7 separate regions of the Mus musculus genome follow, and regions 2, 3, 4, 5, 6 and 7 are each linked to region 1. A link is a contact called in public HiChIP or PLAC-seq and promoter capture Hi-C data. All regions are on one chromosome and are shown on one strand. Each heading gives the region's core, a stretch centred on a gene start, on an enhancer-like site or on the middle of the called end of the contact. The rest is flanking DNA. Distances are from core to core; before and after follow the strand shown. Region 1 holds the start of Xpot (exportin, tRNA (nuclear export receptor for tRNAs)). Region 2 holds the start of Usp15 (ubiquitin specific peptidase 15). Region 3 overlaps Usp15 (ubiquitin specific peptidase 15). Region 4 holds the start of Helb (helicase (DNA) B). Region 5 has its middle 25 kb from the start of Mon2. Region 6 holds the start of Llph (LLP homolog, long-term synaptic facilitation (Aplysia)). Region 7 overlaps Mon2 (MON2 homolog, regulator of endosome to Golgi trafficking).

Region 1 (3,375 bases), core at 455-2,954:
ACCCCAAGTGACACAACCATTCAGTCACTCAAAGTAGCACACACCTTTTAATCCCACTGTTTGGGAGGTAGAGGCAGGGGGATCTGGGACTTCAAAGCCAGCCTGGTCTATCTACATATGGATGTTCTGGCTAGCCAGAGCTATAGTGATTCTGTCTCAAAAACAAAACAAAAATTGAAGCTGCACACCAAAACAAACAAACAAACACCCCAAAAGTATGCATTCCATTCTGTCTGCAGGAAAAGGGGCAAAGTCCTAAAGACTACAATGTGTGCATGTGTGCAAAGCATGCCTCCAATAGGGTACAAAGTCAGAGACAGGCACGCAGGATGCACAACTTGAAACATTCTTAAAGTAAAGTAGTATTCCTGCTAAAAATGCTCAGAGAGAAAAGTCGGTGTAAGACTGTCTGTAAACCCCTGATTGAGAAATCCACTAGAGTTCCTTTAAATTATCCATTGCTTTGGGAAAAAAACTGCTTAAGCGTTTTGTCATTTCACGCTAATCTTGACAAGAGGAAAAAAGATAAATAAGAGGCCCAGCCGAGCACATGCTCAACACCAACAAAAAAAATCCTCAGCAAACTTGTTCCATAGTGAGGAATCCCTCACAAACCTTCGCCCTCTACACAATCGGAAAAAAACATCAAACCAAAATAAAATGAGATGGTAAACCACCTATCTGTGAATAAAACACAGGGTTAAAAGGTAACGATTGCCTAATAAAGACCGGCAAAGGAAGCTTAGCTTTCTGACCTACCGATGCAGAGCCTTGCAGGCTTAAACATTGTTACAATATGGTAAACATCTTATACTACCTGCAAAGGTGGATGTGGGGGTGGGGGGAGCGAAAAAAAAACATGTAAAATTGGAAGCCTTAATTTTTCCCTCAGCCATTAAGTCAAGAATAATCAAACAATGTGGAAAATTCCTCCACACCTACTTAAGCCTGTTTGAGACCGACTGAATCTTTCCAGCCTTTTAACATCAAGTTGACAAGTCGCTTTAATACAACGTAACTTCCCCCAGTAACAACTAATTAAGGCTTCCAAAAAGTACTCGTTTTTCAGGTTACAGGGAACATCAAGCTTTTCCGTGGCTGCAAGACTGTAAAGAAGCAAAAAGGGGAAAAGGCTGTCCCTGCTGGCAAATTACTACGCAGAAATAACACTTTCTCTCCTATTTGTCCCGGGGTGGGAAGCGGATCAACTTTGAGGTCCCTACAGCTCAAACTGGTGGGACGCACTCTAAAACTATCACAAATGGGGTTGGGGGGCAGCCTCCTAGGCCGGCCTCGCCCCCTATCCTTCGCCCGGATCCCTCCCAGAGCGAAGCCTCGTGGCCACTCGGGTGATGAAACACCCGGCAACCGGCAGCCACGCACTAGGGACGCGGCCGCCACCGATCGTCCCCAACCCCAAGTCCGGCTCGCCCGGCCACGTAGGGTCCCCGGCCCGCCGCCCTACGCCTCCAGTCACCATCACTCCAATATCTCTTCCTCGCCTGCACTCCCGAGGGTCGGCCAGCCGCAAGGAGCGGGCCGTACGCAGGGAGCACGGAGAGCGGCCCACGTCCTTGTCGCTGTAGTCCTCCAATACAGCCGCAGCGCTAGCGCCGGAGCCGGCCCGGGCCGCGCTCCTCTCGGCGCTCGGCGTTCCCCGGGCGCCTTCTCTTGCGTGGCGCGGAGCGGGGAGGGCAGGTTGGCAAGCCGGCGGGCGGAGTCGGCGGCCCTGGAAGGAAAACTGCGCAGGGTCCCGCTAACGCCGCCGCTGAGTCAGCGCGAGGCACGCCCCCCGCGTCGTACCGCGCGGACCCGCGCTAGCAGCAGCCTCATGGAAGTAGAGTGCAGACGGCCGCCAGCAGGCTGGGCCCGGGGGACTACAACTCCCAGCGTGCAAAGCGCATGGGACGCTTCCGAGAGGAGGACCGCGCACGTGCTCCCTGGAGCTCGCAGGGGGCGTGGCCGGCGGGCCTGTGGTGCATGCTGGGAGAGTGCACACCGCCCTCCTAGCTACAGGTTACTGAGGTCCTCTAAGCTTTTAGAAGACCGGCCACGTTGCGCTCTGCTTTGAGCGTCGGCGTGAATTAGTAACTCTCCACTCCCTCCAGAAGGGTCTGGTCAGGTGGCAGTGCGGAGATCCTGAGATCGGAAAAGTGGACGTGGTTGAAACCACGTGTTGAGTCAGTTGCTGAATTCCTTTCCAGCGGTTCCACGTGTCAAGAGTCCAGACGCTTAAGGACTCTTTAAAAAAAAAAAAAATCCGCTGTATTTTTATTTACTTGTTTTGCTTTTGAGGCAAGATCACACTCCATAACCCAGGCTGGTTTTCACTCATTTTTCCCAAGCTGGCCTAAACTTTACAAATTCTGGAATTACTGGCATGAACCACCACGCCCAGTTTAAATATTACTAAATTTGCCTACAAAAAAAGATAGAAAGAAAAAAAGAAAACCGAAAGCAGTCCCCGGTGATGGTGGCGATTACCATTCATCCCAACACTGAGGAGGCAGAGGTAGCCACATCTACAGAGCGAGTGCCAGGACTACAGAGAGAAACACAGTCTCAAAAAAAGAAAAAAAGAAAAGAGAGAGGGAAAACATACGTACAAGTCCCGTGCTTCCGTTCGCTTTGTTTCTTTGATCCCGTGCTATTATTACTGTGTGGGCGCAGTATAAGCTCCAGCAACCTTACCTAAATCCTAAGGCTGCACCTCCATTATTGTTGGCATCATGAGTGTTAAAGTCCATCTCAGTTTACTCATTTTATGTAGAGTGGGACAGTACCAGCCTCAGAGGGTAAGGTTTGGTTAATTTTATTTAGAGGCAGAGAGAGGCTCACTATGTAGCTCTGGTTAGCCTGAAACTTGCTGGCCTTCACTGTTCTCTTGCTTCAGATTCCAGAGTGCTGGAGTTCCAGGTTGTCACCAGGTCTGACTATTTCATGAATTAAGTTTGATACACGTGTTAGACTTATCATAAGTGACACTATCTCTGGGGATACATGGACAAACATCTGTTCACTGCAGATAGATACCCAGATTCGGTACTGATGACAGACTAAAGTGAGGATACCACGAAAGTCAAGCTTGGTGAACCAATGGCTTTTACTGGGGTGACTTTCTTACAGGAGCAGAAATGATATAAAGACAGCAGCCTCCCCGAAGACAGCAGGTAGGACAGGTTCCAGCAATTCAGCTTGTCCAAGAGTGTATAGCATGAGGGAGGGGATGGTATTGTTAATCTGGTTAGTTTGGGGGGGATCTTTGAATTGTTTACTTCCCGAGTTTAAAGAGTTTATCATGAAAACAATGCAGTGCACCCAACGTGTAGATTTCCTTTCGTTTCTTAGAAACAGTATTCTACAGTAAACTCTGGC
Region 2 (3,375 bases), core at 238-2,737, 1.6 Mb after region 1:
AACATCGTTATTGCTCTTTGAACAGATGGAGATGCGGAGGCTCAATGGCTTGGATGAATTTGCTTCCAAGTCACACTGCAAAGTATGAGGTGGACCTGTGAATAAATCAGGTCTAAGTCTCTTTCCACCGCGCCACACTGGAGTGCCTAACAAGCACTTGAGAACTGTGAATAAATCAGGTCTTAAGTCTCTTTCCACTAGCCACACTGGAGTACCTAACAGGCACTTGAGACGCTATAAACCACTAGTACGGAGACAGAAGGAAGGAAAAGTAACTTAGGAAGAAAGAAAGAAAGAAAGAAAGAACGAAAGAACACACAGGCACACTGCCCTTCCCCTAAAACAGAACTTTCCCTTTATTTAAATAATTCTGTAAGTTAACTGCTTTGGCTGACGAGTGTTAAATTTTGTACATGCTTCCTCTAGTTATTTAGGTACAGTACCCTCTTATTTTGGCATTTTACAAGTTTGAATATGAGCAAGCCTTTAAGCTTCAAGTGGACTTATCTACTTTCTGCAGGCCTACGTTATCCTTCAAACCGGAGGGAAGGGCTGCACTTCCAAACAGAAGCGCTGCCGGCTCCTATCGAGCCAGGAGCAAAGCACAGGACCACGTGGTGCCTCTCTCTCTCTCTCTCTCTCTCTCTCTCTCTCTCTCTCTCTCTCTCTCTCTCTCAAGAAAAAAAAATTAAAAAAACAAGGTCCCTACACCGCTCCCTCCTTTTTGACAAGGAAGTGGAAATTAGGGGTTTCCTTTTCAGCGGAGCCCTGACACACACCACCTGTGTGGTCCCCGCCGCAAACATCCTGAAGCCCGGCTCCCGGAAGACTACAAGGATCGGAATAATGGGGAACTTGGGTGCGGACGACGCCGGGGAAGGAGTGACCAGAGAAGCGCGGCGGGCGAGCGAGGAGGAGCGGCGCGACCGGGATCTGTCAAAAAAAAAAAAAAAAAAAAAAAAAAAAAAAAAAAAACCAGCGGCAGGCAGGCTCACGCCGAGCCACTGCACCCGGGCTCCGCCAAGGCCCCAAGTGGGAGCGGCACTGCCGGAGGGAGGAGGACCCGGAGCCCCGCGAGCCCCGGCCGCCGCTTCCGCGCAGCCCCGGGCGCGCACCGCCCACCGCGAGCCCCGGCCCTCTGCGCCGGTCCAACCTTTGCCCCCAAAATCTGCTGCCTGAGCGGCCGCCGCCGGACCTGTCCGCACCTGTCACCAGCCGGCGACACCAGCCCACCGCTCCCGCCCAGCTCTCCGCCAGCCTCGGGCCCCCGCGGGCCCCGCGACCCCGTTCCCTACCAGGTGTCCCCTTTCCGGAGCGAGGTTTTGAGCAGCGTCGCGATGTCAGAACGCTGGGTGTCCAGGTCCGCCGCTCCGCCTTCCGCCATCTTCTTCCACTAGCCGTAGCGGAGGCGGCGGCGACGGCGGCGGCACGCCCCGGAGCATTGTGGGAATGGCGTCCCCGGCCCCGCCCCGCCGGCAGGTCTGTACCAAATGGGGCGCGAGGGCGGGGGTCTGGGGGCGTGGCTCGGCGGGGAGCGCGGCGGGTGCGCGCCTGCGCCCTGCTGCCCCCTCGGGTCCCCGCACGCCCCGCAGCACGGCGTGGTCGCCGCCGCCGCCCCAGACCTCTGAGTTTGCACGGTTCTCACCGGGTGCCGCGCTTTCTCTCCCTGCCTTTGCCCTGCCCTGCTCGGACTCTCCTTGCCATGCTGGCCCTTTTCTTGCCGCAGCCGCCTCCAAACCCATGTTTTTGCGGGTTCACTCCTACTGGAGGGCGGGGCCGGCTGGGACATGGCAGAAAGCGCGCAGTTCCGTGACTTGGGGCTTTTCCTTTCCAGCCGCAGAGCCCAAGCCCACTGAATATTGGCACAAAGAGGGCTCTGAAACCAAAGGTTTGGGCGCAGTGCCCTTCCTAGGTTCTTCCCAGCTCTCCCATGCTTGCTGTCTGTAGGGACTTCTACCTTTCATAAGCTCTTTGTGACGCCTCCTAGCGCGCGTGGACACACACACACACACACACACACACACACACACACACACACACGTTAGCTGCAGTGCAAAACATGTCCCAGTTTCTAGGTGAACAAGCAGTTAAAGATGTATTGAATAAGGCCAGGTACTGAAGGGGGTTAGAAACGTGGGAGAAACCTCATGGGCGTCAAATTAGCATTCCCCTAGATTAAATTTCATGGTTGTATATGCCTAAAGTTAGACTCGATAATACAAGCTGCATTTGAAGGCAACAATTACAAACGGGGAAATTGAGCCTCTTAAAAATCAAATGCCAAGGTCACACGGCAACTGGAAGTGCAAGGTTATCGCACAGATTTCAAATCCCCAGTACTCAGTACCTCCATGAAAGGCTGAATTAAGATACAAACTCCGTAAAAGCTGCAACTAAGTTCTCTTTATAATTTGGCGTGTGAGTGTGCGTGTGTGTGCGTGTGTGTGCGTGTGTGTGTGTGTGTGTGTGTGTGTGTGTGTGTGTGTGCACTGCGGTTTAATGGTCTAGTACCATTCTACACCATTTGAGGCAAACGTTTCAAAATTAACTAAGGCAAAACTGCTGTTTCTAAGAATGAAGACGGCTACCTCAGTAGAACAGTAGGTGACAAGTTAAAGGATGGGCAATGGTCTCTCCATTTTTTAAGCCTCCTAGTTTTGGTGGGAAACTCAGTAAGGAAGGGGGTGCCTGCATTAGTGAGGACTGCTGGCCCATCCAAGAGAAAGCAGTGTTTCCCTGGTTAGGGTTTGTCAGCTTGACAGAAACTAAAGTCACTTGGAAAGAGGGGAACCTTAATTATGGGATTGCCTCCCTTAGAGTAGCCTGTGATGAGTCAGTGGAGCATTTTCTTGTTTAACGATCGGTGTGGTAAACCCACTGTGGGCAGGTGGTCCTGAGTTGTGTAAGAAAACAAGCTGAGCAAGCCATAAAAAGCAGTGTCCGTCCACGTACTCTGCTCTGGGTTCCTGTTGAGCTCTGGCTGTGACCTTCCCCTAGCGTAAGCCACCCAGACCCTTTCTTTCCTAAGTTGCCTTTGGTCAGAATGCTTTGTTGCAGCAATAGAAAACAACTAGCACAACCGGTGTGTATTGGCGTCATACTTGAGTGAGTCAGTATGTGACTGCTTGTTTCTGCGCAGTACTCTCTTTGTATTACTTCAGCCTCAATGAGTCTAAAAGTCATTTCCATTTACGGCTATTTCTTATGTTATTTGACCACTCCTGATTATAAAACCGAGTTTTCCTAACTATGGACATTCTCAGTTGTTATATATCCACACCCCCCATCCCCATCTTCTACCACTCTGTGAAGGAAAGCAAAGTAAGTTTTCAAAGAGAGACAACTTGGTATGCAAAGAATATGCTGTATCCTCAT
Region 3 (3,375 bases), core at 536-3,035, 1.5 Mb after region 1:
CTACTGACGGTATCAGCTTGCTTTCCTTCCTTTATAGAAAGGCTCGGCACTGAACCATCTTGTCTCTGAGCGCCTACTATGAATGAAACAAGAACGTCACATAAGTCTGAGGATTACTAAGACGTGCAGAGATACAAGGAGCGCACTGCAGAGACTCGGTGAAGCCAGGAAGGGTCTCAGAGACTCAATGTGAATGATTTCCCCAAAAGAGAAACAGGATTTTATTAAGTCGTGAATGGTAGTTAAGGATAGCTTTGGAAACAGCTACATGTCTAGAAGACAGGCAAGGAGTGATGGTAGACCACCAAAACAAAAGCCCAAAAGGGACTTGGGAGAAACTGATGCCTTGTTTCCTAATGTGGTGGGGTTTTCTGTATTTGTAAGAAAGTGACACTAGAGAAGGAGCAGAGATAAACTAGGGCCTCCTACATGGACAGTGTGACAGGCACTATACGCATAGGCAAGATCAATCAGTAAGAGAAGCAGCAAAGTCTAGGACGCACTGATACAAAACACAGGTAAAGGTTGTCCTTAAATAAAGATCAAGGAAATTACAGCAAAAAGGACAGATGTTGGCTACAGATAAAGTTGAAGTTTGCTGTTAAAGAACTATTGATAAATGAACACAGCTCATGCATTGATTTAGACTTCTAAACCAGATTTCACATAGCCTTTTCTTTTCTTTCTCTTCTTTCTTTCTCTCCTCTCCTCTCTTCTCTTCTTCTCCCTCCCTCTCTCTCTCTCTCTCTCTCTCTCTCTCTCTCTCTCTCTCTCTCTCTCTCTCTCTCTCTCTCTCTGTTTTTTTCGAGACAGGGTTTCTCTGTGTAGCCCTGGCTGTCCTGGAACTCACTTTGTAGACCAGGCTGGCCTTGAACACAGCCCTTTCTAGCTCGACTTTTGAGTTAATGCCATGTTATTTATAAGTCAGTCAGTCTTCTGAGGTGATCAGTGTCACGTGGCTTTCACTATGACCTAATCTGAAAATTACCCTGTCCATGTCCCAATGGTTTTTCTACAGAGAACAAAGGAAATGTTTGGAATACTACATAGGGACAAGCCATTTGCCTAGCAGTAAACTAATTCTGGCCAGTGTAGGCTACATGTAATATAAGACAGTGTATTTATCTCTTTAAAAGTCAGAAAGGTCAGATGCCAATTTCAGAGGAAACTAAACCTCAACAGTCCCATGTCTGTAGTATCTGGATTTTAGGCCCAATATGGTGTTCTAATTAAATGAATGCAATTCAATACTAAGCCTACATTCTTACTTCAAAAGGAAAACACAACTTGTCAACTTGTTCTTGTTAAATTAACTAAATATTTAACATATATTAAAAACTAACACCACACTAATGAGCAGCTAAAATGGAGGTAATTGTTCTGACAGAGTAAAACAATCATTCTAACTTTATGAAATCTAATGACAAAGCTAGAAAAACCAAAAATAAGACAAACTTATTATTTCTACCGATTCTTCTAAAACAAGTACTTAAAGGAAAATTTAAATTTCTTCAAGTATTAAATATATTTACTTTGTGATTGCTTCTACCTTCCTTTTGCTGTGTATCACCTACAAGACTTGAGACAATTTATTATCCAGATCCACAGTTCTTATACTCAAGCTCGGCTTCCTTTGTGAATTTATATCCAACCAGGTTTTGGGTTGGCTGTTCCCTTGTCTTACACGTTACAAGTCTGAGCAATGGGAAGAAGGAAAAGGCAACCATGCAGAGGTCTCAGCACAGTGACTGATAGAGTCAAGCACGCACTTTGTGGGCTGAGTTTCCCAGCATGCACTTCAAAAGACTTTAGCCCAGTTACTTCTATGTACTTCTATGTTCTTTTATCCTTCTGGTTATACAATGCGGCTTCTTGTCTTAAATGTTCAAGGAAGTACTTTATACAGTGGCAGAGAAGCAGAGACAATTACTAGTCACCTCCAGGCTTATTAAGTATTCCAACAAGGAGATAAGCACTTGTGTTACCTCGAGTGTCTCTTCTTTCCTAGCAGAAATATGAAAACACTGCAATGTTAGATTAAGTCTATGCTGTAGTTTCAGAATTCTGTTCATCAGAACACCATAAGGAACAGAGAGACAACGCAGTGGTAAGAGCTACTGTCACGGAAGGCGGGCTCAGCAGCTGAGAGCACTCAGTCGTGTAGAGGGCTTCACAACCTTGCTTAACTTCTGTCCCAAGGGCATTCTGTGCAATGCCCTCTTCTGACCTCTGCATGTACCAGGCACCCATGTGACACACATACAAGCATGCAGCAAATCACTCACAATGTAAAACAAAAGAGTTATGGCACAGTTTACCTTTCAGTCACACACGGTTTGTTGATGACCCCCTCTGATGTTTATTTATCCGTGAGGCACAGAACCATCACATTCCAACTTCTTCCCTCTAAATACCTTCTCACGTTTTTGTCAGGATTTTTAATAATAAAAATGAATGTATTAAATTATGATGTTATTTTCACAAAGAAGAATTTTTACTAGTTCAGAAAAACAATCTAGGTTTCTCTGCTATATAAATTTTAATAATGACTGAAGGCATTTTGAAATAGTTTTACCTAAATGAAGCAATACAGAAACAATTATAATGGCAAATATAGTCACATGTGCTTGCACCCTCGAAGCCACAGCTCAGGAAGAGTGCTTTCTAGCTTGGTTGCACTGCTGTGCTTTTCCTTTTAGGAACCGCAGGGCTCCCACAGTTATCTTACCTTACAGTTTCTTATTTGAAACACAGCTTAACCACCCGTGCACTTACAACAGCTCCTTCTCTAACACTAGGGTCTTTGAAAAGCAGACACAATCAACACAGTAGAAATTTGGGAGGAAACTTTTACAGGTAAAACTGGAAAAGACTGGTTTTTGTGAAGTATAAGACAGTGTATACTCAAAACATGGATTATACATCTAAGTTCTAAAGCAACTAATAAACATGGAACATTTTAAATTTATTATACATATGTATACACACACACACATACACATTAAAACATCAAATTGTATGTTGATATTTAGAATGAAATTTTAAATCACATTTGAGGGGTTCTTACATTTTTAGATTTCTAACATTTTTGGGTTGCTTTTCATGCTAACTAAAATGCATATTTTAGCTGTTTTAAGCAAAATGATGTTTTCTCCTTAATATTTATATTATTTAACATTTCTTCTCTTCAAGTGCCACTTAAAAATAAATGATTTAACACAAATGCGAACCATTTCAATAATGATCAAAATGGGCCTGGTAGAGCCTGCCTATAGTCAAACTGTGTTACATTGCTTTGACTCAGGACTGATGTGGACTAGGGCAGGCGGTCACAAGACAGTCTAAGCAGGAAGGCTGAGCGAGCCTCGAGCATCA
Region 4 (3,375 bases), core at 320-2,819, 1.5 Mb before region 1:
CTGGGTGTTGCTGAAGTAGGCACAATTCAAGCCATGAATCTGATTCTTCTAAATCCAGTCTCCCTATTACCGCCGCCTTAGCCAGTATCAGCCTTTATGTAGGTCTTAAAGAATTTTCCATGGTGCCTCCCTCTGCATGAAGTTACTCAGAGGTACATGCTGCTCCTGGCCAGTTCCTACAGTTACCACAGAGCTCAGCTCAGCGGACTTCTTTAGCAAAGCCGTGTCTGCATCTCATGAATGTCACTTCTCCAAGTGCTGTCTGGTACTAAGTACTAAGTTGGGGTTACTTCTCTGATTAAAGAATGTCTGCCTAGGTGCTATAGACATGATGGCTCAGCCAAGAGCACTGGCTGCTCTGCCAGAGGTCCTGAATTCAATTCCCAGCAACCACATGGTGGTTCGCAATCATCTATAATGGGATCTGATGCCCTCTTCTGGTATGCAGGTATAGATGCAGATAGAGCACTCATGTACACAAAATAAATAAATCTCAAAAAAAAAAAAAAACCAAAATGGCTGCTTAATTCACAAGTAGTATTTCCACTGAGACAGCAACTTCGCCATTTTCTCTCCCTGGCCTGTCCCAGTAGCAAATGCTTGGCCAGGATAGCCAGTTACACTTCCATCAACATGTAATCCTTTCTATTTAATTTCAAACACAGCCAAAGTTGTGTTTAAATTGCCAATGGTCAGTTGCCACACATGGTCCTGGTCAGCAGCTATTACTGTACTAGACCATGAAAATACAATGTGTGTGTGTGTGTGTGTGTGTATGAACATGTATGTGTGAATGTGTGGGCATGTATATGTATGTGTAAGTGTATGTGTGTAAATGTGTATGAGTGTGTTTATGTATGTGTGTATGTATATGTGTAAATCTGTGTGTATGTGAGTGTGTGTGTGTGTGTGTGTGTGGCCGTGTGTTTCCGCGCGCTTGCTCTTTTTCTCAAAGTTGCTTAACAGCAACTCCGTCTCTTATTCAGCCAGCGTGGTACAATAATTAAAGGATTCTGTTTCTGGGTGGGAATGAGGGTGCATCTATTTCCTCGACTGTAAAACTACCCCCAACTGTTAACTTTAAGCGAGACGATATATGAAAAAACCAAGCTTAACACAGTATGTGCTCTGAGTCATTACGACTATTACTACCACATCTAAGTACGGTGAAGCAGCCAGTCACACCACAGGTCTGTCTGTCAACAGTCAAGGACGCTGGGTGCCGGGCAGTGAGAATCGAAAATACTTCTTTGACCCCTGCCAACCCGGCCCGGCTGGCGCTGGCTCACCTCGCGCGCGCCCAGGGAGGCTGCCCGCCTTGATGCCCCCGCTGCAGAGTTCCTCGGCATCCACAAACTCCTCCTCCTGCTCCCCCTCCTCCTCCTGCGCACAATCCTCCTCCTCGTCGTCGCTCTTGTACGGGTGCAGAGGGCCCAGGAGCTCGCGCAGACGATCCTGCCTAGCCATTATCTCTTCGGCGAACTTGGCTCAAAACAACTCTACAAAACCTGGCGCGCGGTGTCCAAAACTGCAACCAATCAACTCGACCCGGGTAAGCCGGTCAGCTTCCGGGAACATCCAGGAGGCGGGCGGTATGGGGGCGTGGTCTGAGCGATGCTCCGCCCCAAAGGAGGAGACTGGTGACAGGCGGGACCAGCAGGCTGGGAGGTACCACGGCGGGCTGGCTGCTGACAGTTTCAGAACTGCTCTTTTTAGAGGTGCTGGGCGTTTCCTGCGGAGAAGGAGACGTGGTGAAAGGTCACGACTCTTGGGCGCAGAGAACCCCGGGAAAGCAGGGCATCCTCTGCCCGCTCTCTTAAAAAGAACACAGCAGAGGCCTCTAAAGACCTTGGGGCACTACCCAAAAGAGTGAATCTCCAATCCGGAGAGCGTGGTGGCGACGGCTAGGTGCCTCCTTACACGTAAAAGCGCCGCGGAGAAGTTGAATTTACATCATGTAGGGAGGGCATTTATCCAAGTAGATAACTAGGTCCCTTTGTATATATCCTCTGCATTGGGAGTTAAAGTTGTGATGTACTTTCTCATTTTTAATGCATGACCTGGGTTGTCCATTTTTATGCTTTTCCCGCTTTGGAAACCACTGGCTTTCTTTCCCGTTTATATACTACTCTCCTCGACTTCTTTTTGTTTTGTTTTGTTTTGTTTTGTTTTGTTTTGTTTTGTTTTGTTGTTTTTTCGAGATAGGGTTTCTCTGTGTAGCCCTGGCTGACCTGGAACACACTCTAGGTCCACCGCCCTAGTTCCTGTTTTCAGTAAAGCAAAAGGTGGGGACTTGTAGCCCAGAGAATATGCAGACTTGAGATAGAAAAAAAAAGAACAGCCGGGCTTGGTGGCGCATGCCTTTAATCCCAGCACTAGGGAGGCAGAGGCAGGCAGATTTCTGAGTTCGAGGCCAGCCTGGTCTACAAAGTGAGTTCCAGGACAGCCAGGGCTATACAGAGAAACCCTGTCTCGAAAGAAAAAAAGAAGAAAAGAAAAAAAAAAGAACAAAAGCTGAATACTGCGGCCGCGGTTCTCTAGATGGATAGTGTTTAAAAGTCGCGGTGCCCTTTAAGGGGCGCTATAAAATACTATTTTACTTTAAGGTTATTGTTTATTATGTAATTATCCTAACGTTAATCCTAAAAACTATGTTTTTATTAAACCCCAAAGCTGTGTTGCTGGTTTCTAATAAAGGCATTTGTCATACCCAAATGTCACGTGCATAGGATCAACCATAACGAATACGCACAGGCATCTTTCTTTTAGATTCCTTTTTTTTTCATGTGCGTGAGGTTTTTTTTTTTTTTTTTTTTTTTTGCTAGCATATGTGTCTGTGCACTCTGCATACCCAAAGCAAAACTTCCAGGCTGTATACTTAGTTGTCACGTGGGTGCTGGGAATGGACCTATCTCTGGAAGAGCAGTTAGAGCCATCTCTCTATCCCTCTCTATAGCATTTTCCCTAGTATCTGAGGAGGTCAGAAATCACCCCCCCCACAGATGTAGAGGGACTGTGGTATAATGTGTTTTGAGAAAAACTGAACTAATCTTCCCCTAAGGTATATTGGTAAATATTCCTGGGAGGAAAACTTTGTTTCCAAGGCTCTGCTACACAGTTTGAATTACTACCAGTAACCAACTGGAGACAATTGTCTTACTTAGTTGCCTATTTAACATATCAATGCTACCTGGCTGCCAGGTTCTCCCTGCATCCCTTAGCCCCAGCCAGTTACAGGATAAGGCTAGCACACCCCTCCCCTTGTCTTGAACGTCTCCAGCCCATGAGCTTTGCTTCCCTTCCCTGTATAATTCCGCCTTTTGTTTACCCTGTGCTCTCCATTGGCCACTTGGCCTGGGCCACCTTGGTGGGCCG
Region 5 (3,375 bases), core at 315-2,814, 1.5 Mb after region 1:
GCAGGTAGTCACATGGAGCCTGGACAGCTCCTTCCCATCAGCTGTGGGCAAATCTCAAGCATGTGACACTGGAAAGAGGGTTTGGGGGAGATTGCTTCAGGAGGGGGATCATTAGTGGTAGGTGCTGGATTGGAAACTGTTCGGAAACTGCCAGGCGAGTCATCAACAGATCTGAAACAAGCAGTTTCCAAGTAATTTAATCTTATCCCAGAACAAAGCTCTGGGACATTTATAGAAATACAGAAAAATATCCATCACTCAACAGACTAAAAAATTCACAAGTCTGGCATCCAGTAAGAAGTGGATATGTACCAGACATATACAGTTGCAGAAAACAGGATCCAATATAGGAGAATGCTCACACTATCAAAACTGATTTTGAACTGATATAGACATTACAATGAGCAAAAAAAAACATTAAAATAATAAAGCCATATCCCAAATATCCTAGACTAGAGACATAGAGGATATCAGAGATAACTAAAGGGCAAGAAAATGTTAAAACCCAAGATTTAAAAACTTGGCACTAGATTGGAAAGCAGAGAAGAATTTGCAAGCTTTAGCATTATAGGAATTTCTCAAAATGAAACTTTGGGAAAATAAAAACATCCCTACCTAATAATAAAAATAGATATACAGATGGCAGAGACTGGACAGACAGGCAGACAGACAGCTAAGAAAGTAGCCCAGTCCAAAATGAAAGTGGGTCACTCTCTGGGGTTGTGTGAAGTGGATTCTTACACAGAGAAAAGGATATATATATACATATATAAAAGGAAAGAAAAAAGAGCTGAAAGTTTTCCAGACTCGGTGAAGCTAATGATTAACCCACATATAGAGAGTGGAAAACCACAGGAAACCTAGGAAATGTAACTACAGCCTCATCAAACTAGCTCATGCGCAACTGTTCAACTCCAACACAACACAGTGCTATTCTCTTTACAGTGTCCCAGCATTACAACCAAACATTTTTCTATGTTTATCTAGAAACTCTAGTACAATGTGTAATAGAAGTAGTGAGCCATATATTTTTGCATTATCCCATTTTTTGGTGGATAGCAATTCTGAGTAAAACACATTTGAGTATTTCACTGTAAACCATAGTGTTTTTGTAGGTTTTCCCACAGTCAGCCTTTATTCAACTGTGAGAAAGTACTGCTGTTCTTGGATTATTCAGAATTTTATCACTAAAGACACTAATGTTGAGTGTATTCTTCCTATTGTGTGTAGTTTTTTTTTTTAAATAAGCACATGTAAAAAAGCTGATTTTTTTTTTTTTAAAATAGAAGAACCATTTTAATCCTTTGAATAGTCATTTAGTTTTTCAGAAAGAAAACCTGGCCTAACTTTGTCCAACCATAGCTACGGATTTCCCAACTAGAAATTCTTCTGGCATCTAATGAACACATTCTCATTTGTGTTTATGTGAAAATATCTTGAATTTTCTTTCAGTTTTGAAGCCATCTTCTTACAGATGAAATCCTCTGTTTCCTGTCCTATCCACCCACCCGGGTTTTAGAATCTCAAAGGCTATGCTGTGTGTGTGTGTGTGTGTGTGTGTGTGTGTGTGTGTGTGTGTGAGACCTTCCTCATTTATAATGAACTGTCAGCAGCCACATGGCTTCCTGATAATGAGACTTTCTTCCTGTGTCTTTTGTTCATCCTCCTTTTTCACTGTGCTGATTCTGTTTTAATTACTATGTGTGTGTGTTTCTCTATTTATTTTACTTAGAACACATTGGTTGGCTTTATCAGTTGATTTTTTTTTAAAAAGTCAAATTAAGAAAAAGTTTACCTGTATTCAAGTATATTTTTGATGTTCCCATTTTTCTCTTGTTTGGTTCAGTCTCACAGGTCTTCAGGGTCCTATCCACTCAGAAAAAAACCAGAGTTGGTTGTGGTGGCACTTAGTCCTGATGGATGAATACTGAGAACTTGTGCTGGGATGAACAGAGTCCAGGAGCCATGTCAGTTATGGGGACCCCTTATTTTAAAAACAACAAAGGCAGAGGATGTAGCTCAGTGGTTTGGCATTGCCTTTTGTTCACAAGGCCCTCGATGCCATCCCCAAAACTATGGAAAGCAAACAAAAGCAGTGTTATGTTTGCTTTTGAATATGAGATTTTGTGTGTGCTTGTCTAGATGTGTGTGTATGTGTGTGTGTGTGTACATGCAGAGATCACAGGTTGGTGTTGGGCATGTTCCAAAATTGTTCTCCACTTTTTGAGCAAAGCCTCAGCCTGAAGAGTACTAGGTTGACCAGATGGCCAGTGAGTTGTGGGAATCTTGCCTCCCTATTGTACTCAGGGCCTCATGCTTGTGTGGCAAATGTATGAGCCACTTCCCCACTCTGGACATTTGATTTTAAAACTGCTCTTCTTCTTGCCATTGATCTTGCCGAAGATCTGGGTGTTATATCATGTTCTTTTGCTTTGTTCTTTTAGTTCATATCCTTCCTGAAGTCTCTGTTTTACTCTTTACATCTTCAGCCTTCAGATTTACTCTAATGTATTCTTAAGTTTGAAAGTCTTTCTTCTTAGATGTTACCATCTGTCTTGTTGTTTTCCTATTGACCATACATTATAATTTCTAGTTTATATTGTTACTAGTTGTTTATTTATTTATAACATTTTTAGTTAAAATAGAATTATATCATTTCTCCTCCTCCCTTTTACTTTAGCTCTTCCCAATCACCTTTCCCTAAACCTTTCCCACGCCCCTCTCAAGTTGATAGCTTCTTTGATCATCCTTACAAACTGGTATCTATGTGTGTGTGCATATATATATTGCTGCTGAGTCTGTTTTTGTTGACCAATACAGATCTCATCACCACTCTGGTCAGGTGAGATAAAGGGGCTCATTCCTGAGGGAGGTTAATTTTGCTATTTCCAGCAGTTATTAGTTGCTCATAGTCCTTTGTCTAGGAGTGGGACACCACAGGATTTCTCCTTTCCCATGAATGCGTCCATGGATGTTGACATGGTTCCCGTCTTGTCTGTGCAGCCATTTCTAAGAGAGACAGTTTCACAGCAGGCTTCCTAGAACTCTGGGTTTTACAATCGTTCTGCCCATGCTTCAGTGGATACAGGAGTGGTGATATACATATGCATTGGTGTTGGACTCTCCATGATCTACCATCTCTGCACAGTGTCCAGTTGCAGTTTTCTATGATGGTCTTCATTTGTCGGAGAGAGGCTTCTTTGATAAGGGCTGGCACACGTATTCAGGAAAGGTGGCTCACAAAGTACATGTTAATTGTTTTTATTCTCATGTGCATGGATGTTTTGCTTGCGTGCATGACTGACTGACTGTGTACCACTTGTATGCCTGCTGCAGGGGGAGGTTATCACATGGCATTGCATCCTAGCTGGAGTT
Region 6 (3,375 bases), core at 266-2,765, 1.4 Mb before region 1:
ATTTCTGTTCAAAAGCCACAGCCTTTTGGTACATGAAGCTGCCAATTTAGAGCATCTGTAAGGTTGATTTTTCAAACCCAGGGCATGCACGCTTCCTCTTGTTATAATGCCAACTGTATTTTTCCTGGGTTAAAAATCTCAGTGCTTGCTCCACTATATGCATGGTTTCTTCAAAAAGACACAGCTCTTCTAGCAATTAAACAGGGATTTTATAAGTCATCACTTATAAAGGGGGCTGGAGACCTGGTTCAGTGGTTAAGAGCACCTCTTGCTCTTGCAGAAGACCTGGGTTCAGTTCTGTGGTGATTTGGATATGCTTGGCTCATGGGAAGTGGCAATATTGGGAGGTGAGGCCTCATTGGAATAGGTGTGACTTTATTGGATGAAGTGTGTCACTGTGTAGGTGGGCTTTAAGGTCCCTAGTGCTCAAGCTCCAGCCAGTTCAGAAGAGAACCTCTGGCTGCCTTCAGATCTGGGCTTCTCCAGCGCCATGTCTGCCTGCATGCTGTCATGCTTCCTGCTATGACGACAATGGACTGAACCTCTGAAACTGTGAGCCAGTCCCAAATAAATGTTTTACTTTTTAAGAGTTGCTTTGGTTATGGTGTCTTCACAGTAATGGAAGTAAAACTAAGTAAAACTGGTTCCCAGCACCCCTGTGGTGACTCACAACCAACTGTAAATCCAGTTCAAGGGATGAGATGGCCTCTTCTGGCCTCTTCTGGTACCAGGCACACATGTGGTACACATACATGCTTGAATGTGGTGATCTGTTGAAAACACTGTTTCCAGGTAAGTCTGGGTAGTTAACGTTTGTTGCCTAATCACCCACTGAAGATCAATGAATGAGGTACTATCTAGGCCCTAAGACACTCTTCTTATCTTTCACAAGTGTTAAAGAGACTTGCGTATCGCCCATAGCTTGTGCAATATTAGAAGCACATGCAAAAACCACACCTTTTTTTGTAAACTCATTCACCCTAGGTTAGCTTTGTCTCAGGTATGTAATAGTTTGGACAGATCAACATTGGTTGAAATAGCTTGTTTTACCCTTTAAATTCGTGGGGATAAGGAAAGATTATTCTGTTGGGTGACACTTTGAAATATAACTGGCATGCAGTCGACGTGACGTATTTAAGTTGTACAATTTGATACATCCTCACAGCCGCGTACCTCCTAGGATCCTCAGCCGAAATGAGAAAATTTCTAGACTGCAATTAAACAAAAACAAAACTCAGAAAGGGCTCCAGGATGATCAGAGCTGAGCAATCCCTTTGGTATCCTTTCTCGTGAGGCTGTCACAGACAGGGCCCCCGGCCAGGCTTGGCCCATCCAAGGCTTTGAGATGCTTTGATTTATAATTTGCCACTCCCGACAGGAAATTCCTTAAACTTTCTCCTGTAGGTGTAGGGGTCAGCCAAAGCCTCGGGATGACAGAGACAGCTGGTTGACCACGCCTCCCCAAAGACCACGCCTCTCAAGGATCCCGGCATGCTGTGCGCTGGCCCCTGAACGGAAGCCGGAAGCGCCTGTACTTCCGGTTGGCGTCCCACGCGTGGTGCGCGGTGTTGTCTCTCAGGTGAGTTGCGTGGGCTTTGGACTCAACTCCGCGGCGTGAAGGACTGGCTCGGACCCTGCCTCCGCGGCGAGACCTGACCGCATCCTCGCTCGGTGCGGGGCTCGGGAGGGCGAGGCTCGGGGTCCCGCACACGGACCACTGGTGATTGCTGACGCTCAGGGGACCTCACCCAGCCACCCCACGGTTCTCGTGACCTGTACGGTGTGCAGCAGAGCGGTGGCCCCGGGGGATCCGGCTCAGCCCCGCAGTCCGCAGACGGGGACGGTAGCTCCGGGTTGAAGCCGAACTTGGTAGAAAGGAGCTGACAGGAGTCGGAGGATCAGAGCGAGCCTTAGGGAGAGCCATTTCCAGACCTAGATCGGAGATGTGACGGTCCTGAAGTGGGCGTTGTGCGGACTGGAGCTTGCGTGCGTGTGGGGCTAGAGAGTAAGTCGGAGGCCCGAGAGGAGCGGGATGAGCTTTGATACACGAGGGGAGGAGTCTTTAAAAGGCAGGGAGCTATGGTTTAAGCTGTTAAAAGTTCACACTAAAGATGTGGTGACGGATATTGGATAAGAACAGCGCAATAGGTGATTTTAAGGCGGAGCTGTTCGCTTTCTGTGTCTACTATGCATAGCTGCTCTTTGAGAACGGCTTGAATTAACGACTTGTTCCTACTTAAAGGGGCCTGACGTGTCCGGACTTAGTCCTTTCATGCTCTGCGCTGATTATTACATAAGCTAAGCATGAGGGCACAGCACAACTTCTCTTCCATCTGTCCCAGTTCTGAAGAGAAGGCTGCTTGGCCACGTCCTTGCCAGTCAAGGGTGTGAGCAGTAAACCTTTTGTTTGTGTTTCTGTTCACCGCCAGGTGAAGCATGGCTAAAAGCCTGCGGAGTAAGTGGAAGAGGAAGATGCGGGCCGAGAAGAGAAAGAAGAATGCGCCAAGGGAGCTCAACAGACTGAAGAGTATCCTCAGAGTGGACGGGGATGCTCTAATGAAAGACGTTGAGGAGATAGCAACCGTGGTGGTAGCCAAACCTCGCCAGGAGAAAATGCAGTGTGAGGAAGGGCGGTGTGACGGCGCAGATGAGGAAAAGGGTGAGCCTCGGTCTTCATTTACATGGTTTTTCTAAAAAATGATCCACTTTTCTCTTAGGGGTCGGTCTCTCTCTGTCTTTTTAAAGCCGTCTTCTACCCATTCTACTTGTCCCTAGTGTCAAGTCCAAAAGAAACTGGGGACAAATGGCTAGCTGTGGAGCTTATTAGATAATAAAGTACATGCTGGCACCCTGGTTCCTCTCAGCTCCTCCCCCCAACCCCCAAGTGTCTCCACTTCACAAGCCTCCCTCTCACTCCCATATAACACTGCCGTCTCGGCCGTGCTTCTCTCGGCTCCTGGATCCTCTCGTTCCTCTCAGTCGCCTTTACCCCACTTCTCTTCCTCTCTTGCCTCCCCAACCCCCACCCCACTTTCTCTCCTCTCATGGCCTGGTTCAGTCCACTGGCGATGTTTTGTCTTCTTTCTCTCCTGCTCTGGACTCTTCTGACTGTACCTTCCCTCATTTCGACAGTAAACACTTCCTCTTCAATCACACTTGGAGCTGTCCTGTGCTCACTGTATGCACCTCACATACCTGGTGTGTTCACGTCTTTATCCTTTGGAAGCTTACGTTTCTTTTAGAGACTGTGCTAAGCTGTTTCACAGTCAGTGTTTGTGAATAGCATCGCTGAGCTGTTTAGAATGGATCTTCAGCAATTACACAGCAGCTTGAATGCCCCAGGCACTGATGGTACTGCGGGATGGAGCTTAGCAT
Region 7 (3,375 bases), core at 565-3,064, 1.4 Mb after region 1:
GCAATAAAATCCTAACACAAGGATGATGAACTACAAACTTACTTTGAGTCATAGAAATTCATGTCCCTCAAACAGTATTGAATGTCAGATTGTGTTAATTTCTCATCTTAGTCACAATTTGTTTCCTGAACAATGGAACTATGGTTAAATAGATAAAGACTATTGCTTAGTCTGCCTGCCTTCAGGGCAGTGTAGGGGTGCTGTGGTCATGTCCAGGGAATAAAGGAGCCAGGACTAGAGAGTAGGACTGTCTCCTTACAAATGAGCCTTGATGACAGACCATGACTCTCTCACGTCTTGGCTGATTACTGAGTTGGCCTTTTCTGTTAATGTTTGCTTCCTGACATAGTCTCACATTGTAATCAAGGGTGGGTTCAAACTTCATGCAAACCTTCCTGTAGCAGATTTCCAAGTGCTGGGAATATAACTTTTCTTTTCTTCTTTTTCTTAGCACATTTATACATGTATATGTTCATACCTTGTAATGTGTGTGGAGGGCACAACTTTTGGAAGTTCTCCTGCCATGTGGGTCCTAGGGACCATAATACGGCTTGGCGGCAAGCTCCTTTACCTGCTTAGCCATCCTGTTAGCCCTTGTTTAGGATCTTGATTGTTATGAACTGAGGTAGCAATTTCCTGGATAATCTAAAAAAATGCTTTTATTTTGATATGGTCTTGCTTCCCAGTCTGGATTTATTCACTATTTTTCATATCTATTTATTGATTTGTTGTAAAAAAACAAGACACACAGCTAAAAATACAGAATTTAAATCTGCAGTAAGAAAGCCACTTTTTCCAGCTCACCCTTGTGTCTTGGCATAGGCTACCCACAGTTCAGAATTAACTTTGACTAGAGGTAGCGAGGTAGCGGCCACAAGCAGCTTCTTTTCTTCCTTCCTTCCTTCCTTCCTTCCTTCCTTTCTTTCTTTCTTTCTTTCTTTTTCCTTCCTTCCTTTCTTTCTTTCTTTCTTTCTTTCTTTCTTTCTTTCTTTCTCTTTCTTTTCTTTCTTCCTTCCTTCCTTTCTTTCTCTCTTTCTTTTAAGATCTATTTATTATTATTTTACCTAAGTACACTGTAGCTGCCTTCAGATGCACCAGAAAAGGGCGTCAGATCTCATTACAGATGGTTGTGAGCCACCATGTGGTTGCTGGGATTTGAACTCAGGACTTTGGAAGAGCAGTTGGTGATCTTAACCGCTGAGCCATCTCTCCAGCCCATGAAGGCATTTTACTTTTTTTTTTTTTTTTTTTTTTTTTTGGTTTTTTGAGACAGGGTTTCTCTGTGTAGCCCTGGCTGTCCTGGAACTCACTTTGTAGACCAGGCTGGCCTCGAACTCAGAAATCCATCTGCCTCTGCCTCCCGAGTGCTGGGATTAAAGGCGTGCACCACCACCGCCCGACAAGCAGCTTCTTAACAACTCAAAACAGACCTGAGTTACTTTTTTAACTATCTCAAGAATAAGTTTTAAAAATCTTGACAATCTTAAATTTATCCCAAAGTGTACATACATAGCAATCTCAGAAAGTCCTAAATTTATCTTCTGAAATTTACCACAAAACAATAAAATAAAAATCCAAAGAATCCTATTCCTTACAGCTTTTAGGCAAGCACTGAAATCACATTACCTTCTGGAGAACGTCTAAGGCCGTAAGCACAGCTTCCTGTAAACTTGTCAGGACTGCTTCCGTGTAAGACGGAAGGATGAAAGGAGAGGCGTCAGAACTGATGGGGACAGAGACAGCGCTGTGCAGGATGACGCCCAGCTTCTGCAAGTCGGCCATGCTGAAGCCAGCTTTTATGTGCTGGTAGAGGGCAGGGAAGATCTGAACTAAGGCTGTAAGGAAAGGCTGGCTGGGGATAAAGGTCAGCTCATCGACGGAGCTGGGCGGCTCTGTGCTTTCAGATCCAGTCCTGTGCCAGGTGTTCCAGGCAGCCCACCAGAGCTTCAGATCTTCCAGCTCGTCAGTCACCACAGGCGTCTCCGAGCCGCATCTGCCAAGCTTTTCTCCAATGGAGTCTGTCCTCACAAACGGCCTGCTCAGGCCTGGGCCGGAAAGGTTTCCTAGAAGGACGGGTACGGGCACGCTAACGGCAGGGGGCTCGGGCTTCTCTGAGTCTCGGACAGGGGACACAATCTGTAATATCTCCTGGAAGCTTTTCAGAGCGGCCAGGGACACTTCATTGTTTTTACTGAGTGCAGCTGACTGGATGTGGTCAAGAAGAACATCCCAAGCTCTTGAGAAGTCTCCTGTATCAATGAAGGGGGGGGAGTCAATTAGTATTCAATGAGCAAATCCTCTCAGATACTTTGAAGCATAGTTGCTTTATCTTCTGCTTACATTGACATAGAAGTCAAAAGAATAAAATTAGGAACTAACATACTAAAACTATGACCCATGGGCTGGCACAATGGCTGAGCAGAAGGCACTTGCCACACAAGACTCACAACTGAGCCTCATCCACAGAACCACAATGCCTGATGGGTAGCCTGCCTCTACAATCCAGACACTCCTACAGTGAGACATCAGGTGCAGTCAGGACAGCTACACAGTGTGGCTTCCCAATTCCCTCAAGCCAACCTCCACTTCCACCACTCATGCGAGGCAGAATGCCCACACATGCCCTCCCATACATAATAAATATGATAATTAAAAATACCACATCCCGGGTTGGAGAGATGGCTCAGTGGTTAAGATCACTGACTGCCCTTCCTAAGGTCCTGAGTTCAAACCCCAGCAACCACATGATGGCTCACAACCATCCTTAATGATATCTGACGCCCTCTTCTGGTGCATCTGAAGACAGCTACAGTGTACTTAGATATAATAATAAAACTTTAGGCCGGAGTGCAAGGCCAACCCTAGCGAGCAACCTTCATTCCCAGCAACCACATGATGCAGTCACTGTGGAAACCACATGATGCAGTCACTGTGGGCTTAAGGGCATAATCACGGCTCTTCTCTCAAGTCCAGCCGTGTGTGTGTGTGTCTCTTCACCACTGGACTCTGAAAGGTGCGTCCAGGGCAGGTTCTTCCCCTCGATGAAACGAGCATGTACACCACATCAAGTAAGGCCTACAGTTAAGACTGCTGACTATTCTAGTACAATATATCAATTCCCAAAGAGTTTCCTAAGTGTGTTCCAACTTTCCTTTAACACAGATTAGTTGTATAAGCAGAGAAAGACAATATTGCACACCTAGAGGCTGCAGCAAGTATCTCCTGGTGTTGAAGATCCGTGCTACTCCAGCCAATGTCAATACCCAGGTCTCAGCCCACTGCTTCTCTGCCGTGTCTCTTGAGTGATGAATTAAAATATTTCCACCTCCAGACTCAATCTTTTCTTTGTCTGCAGTTGTAGAAGATTCTCGAACT

The links. Promoter capture Hi-C pulls out the DNA fragments that hold promoters and counts their contacts. HiChIP or PLAC-seq counts read pairs in DNA pulled down with a chosen protein or histone mark. Capture Hi-C pulls out chosen DNA fragments and counts their contacts.
Region 2: a contact with region 1 is called in a promoter capture Hi-C map of pre-B cells, with 4 times the contacts expected there. The contact joins the promoter of Usp15 here to the promoter of Xpot in region 1. A contact is called at or near these places in 5 of 39 promoter capture datasets (the C10 cell line, cranial neural crest, hippocampal neurons and 2 more), 7 of 484 Hi-C or Micro-C datasets (B cells, CD4 T cells, the G1E-ER4 cell line and 2 more), 6 of 115 datasets of contacts at active chromatin or transcription factors (astrocytes, cardiomyocytes, large pre-B cells and 3 more) and 3 of 9 other capture datasets (adipose tissue, liver and macrophages).
Region 3: a contact with region 1 is called in an H3K4me3 HiChIP or PLAC-seq map of the 230-238 cell line, with 6 times the contacts expected there. The contact joins the enhancer-like site here to the promoter of Xpot in region 1. A contact is called at or near these places in 4 of 39 promoter capture datasets (the C10 cell line, cranial neural crest, hippocampal neurons and 1 more), 1 of 484 Hi-C or Micro-C datasets (myeloid progenitors), 2 of 115 datasets of contacts at active chromatin or transcription factors (the 230-238 cell line and large pre-B cells) and 1 of 9 other capture datasets (adipose tissue).
Region 4: a contact with region 1 is called in a promoter capture Hi-C map of pre-B cells, with 3 times the contacts expected there. The contact joins the promoter of Helb here to the promoter of Xpot in region 1. A contact is called at or near these places in 3 of 39 promoter capture datasets (liver and pre-B cells), 2 of 484 Hi-C or Micro-C datasets (CD4 T cells and muscle stem cells), 1 of 115 datasets of contacts at active chromatin or transcription factors (large pre-B cells) and 1 of 9 other capture datasets (adipose tissue).
Region 5: a contact with region 1 is called in a promoter capture Hi-C map of the HPC-7 cell line, with 4 times the contacts expected there. The contact joins the enhancer-like site here to the promoter of Xpot in region 1. A contact is called at or near these places in 6 of 39 promoter capture datasets (the C10 cell line, the HPC-7 cell line, hematopoietic stem and progenitor cells and 2 more), 3 of 115 datasets of contacts at active chromatin or transcription factors (epiblast stem cells, hepatocytes and large pre-B cells) and 1 of 9 other capture datasets (liver).
Region 6: a promoter capture Hi-C map of liver shows a contact between it and region 1, with 4 times the contacts expected there. The contact joins the promoter of Llph here to the promoter of Xpot in region 1. A contact is called at or near these places in 4 of 39 promoter capture datasets (the HPC-7 cell line, liver and pre-B cells), 1 of 484 Hi-C or Micro-C datasets (CD4 T cells), 1 of 115 datasets of contacts at active chromatin or transcription factors (thymic regulatory T cells) and 2 of 9 other capture datasets (adipose tissue and liver).
Region 7: a contact with region 1 is called in an H3K4me3 HiChIP or PLAC-seq map of embryonic stem cells, with 6 times the contacts expected there. The contact joins the enhancer-like site here to the promoter of Xpot in region 1. A contact is called at or near these places in 7 of 39 promoter capture datasets (the 3T3-L1 cell line, the HPC-7 cell line, cranial neural crest and 4 more), 7 of 115 datasets of contacts at active chromatin or transcription factors (the NIH/3T3 cell line, embryonic forebrain, embryonic limb bud and 3 more) and 1 of 9 other capture datasets (embryonic stem cells).

What each region holds. Positions count from the first base shown.
Region 1 is chr10:121,624,628-121,628,002 of GRCm38.p6, forward strand. Xpot (exportin, tRNA (nuclear export receptor for tRNAs)) reads right to left here and starts at 1,705. Exons shown (of 25, transcript NM_001081056.2): 1 at 1,478-1,705.
Region 2 is chr10:123,195,532-123,198,906 of GRCm38.p6, forward strand. It overlaps Usp15 (ubiquitin specific peptidase 15), which reads right to left and starts at 1,488. Exons shown (of 22, transcript NM_027604.4): 1 at 1,296-1,488. The coding sequence starts at 1,384. It overlaps Gm4129 (a long non-coding RNA gene), which reads left to right. Exons shown (of 3, transcript XR_003949042.1): 1 at 1-1,479.
Region 3 is chr10:123,157,331-123,160,705 of GRCm38.p6, forward strand. The region is part of intron 6 of Usp15 (ubiquitin specific peptidase 15); the gene reads right to left. Among named protein-coding and RNA genes, the nearest start is that of Gm4129, 23 kb to the right of the region's middle. Within about 2 kb of position 1,786, at least 21 of the 459 cell types and tissues checked have an H3K27ac peak or open chromatin away from gene starts, as enhancers often do. A contact at or near this core is called in the 230-238 cell line, where this site is marked.
Region 4 is chr10:120,111,396-120,114,770 of GRCm38.p6, forward strand. Helb (helicase (DNA) B) reads right to left here and starts at 1,570. Exons shown (of 13, transcript NM_080446.2): 1 at 1,290-1,570. The coding sequence starts at 1,467.
Region 5 is chr10:123,099,892-123,103,266 of GRCm38.p6, forward strand. No RefSeq gene overlaps it. Among named protein-coding and RNA genes, the nearest start is that of Mon2, 25 kb to the left of the region's middle. Within about 2 kb of position 1,565, at least 7 of the 459 cell types and tissues checked have an H3K27ac peak or open chromatin away from gene starts, as enhancers often do. A contact at or near this core is called in the HPC-7 cell line, where this site is marked.
Region 6 is chr10:120,225,545-120,228,919 of GRCm38.p6, forward strand. It overlaps Llph (LLP homolog, long-term synaptic facilitation (Aplysia)), which reads left to right and starts at 1,516. Exons shown (of 3, transcript NM_025431.2): 1 at 1,516-1,579; 2 at 2,430-2,659. The coding sequence starts at 2,437.
Region 7 is chr10:123,011,742-123,015,116 of GRCm38.p6, forward strand. Mon2 (MON2 homolog, regulator of endosome to Golgi trafficking) reads right to left here. Exons shown (of 36, transcript NM_001163024.1): 26 at 3,200-3,375; 27 at 1,627-2,249. Among named protein-coding and RNA genes, the nearest start is that of Mirlet7i, 28 kb to the left of the region's middle. Within about 2 kb of position 1,815, at least 39 of the 459 cell types and tissues checked have an H3K27ac peak or open chromatin away from gene starts, as enhancers often do. A contact at or near this core is called in embryonic stem cells, where this site is marked.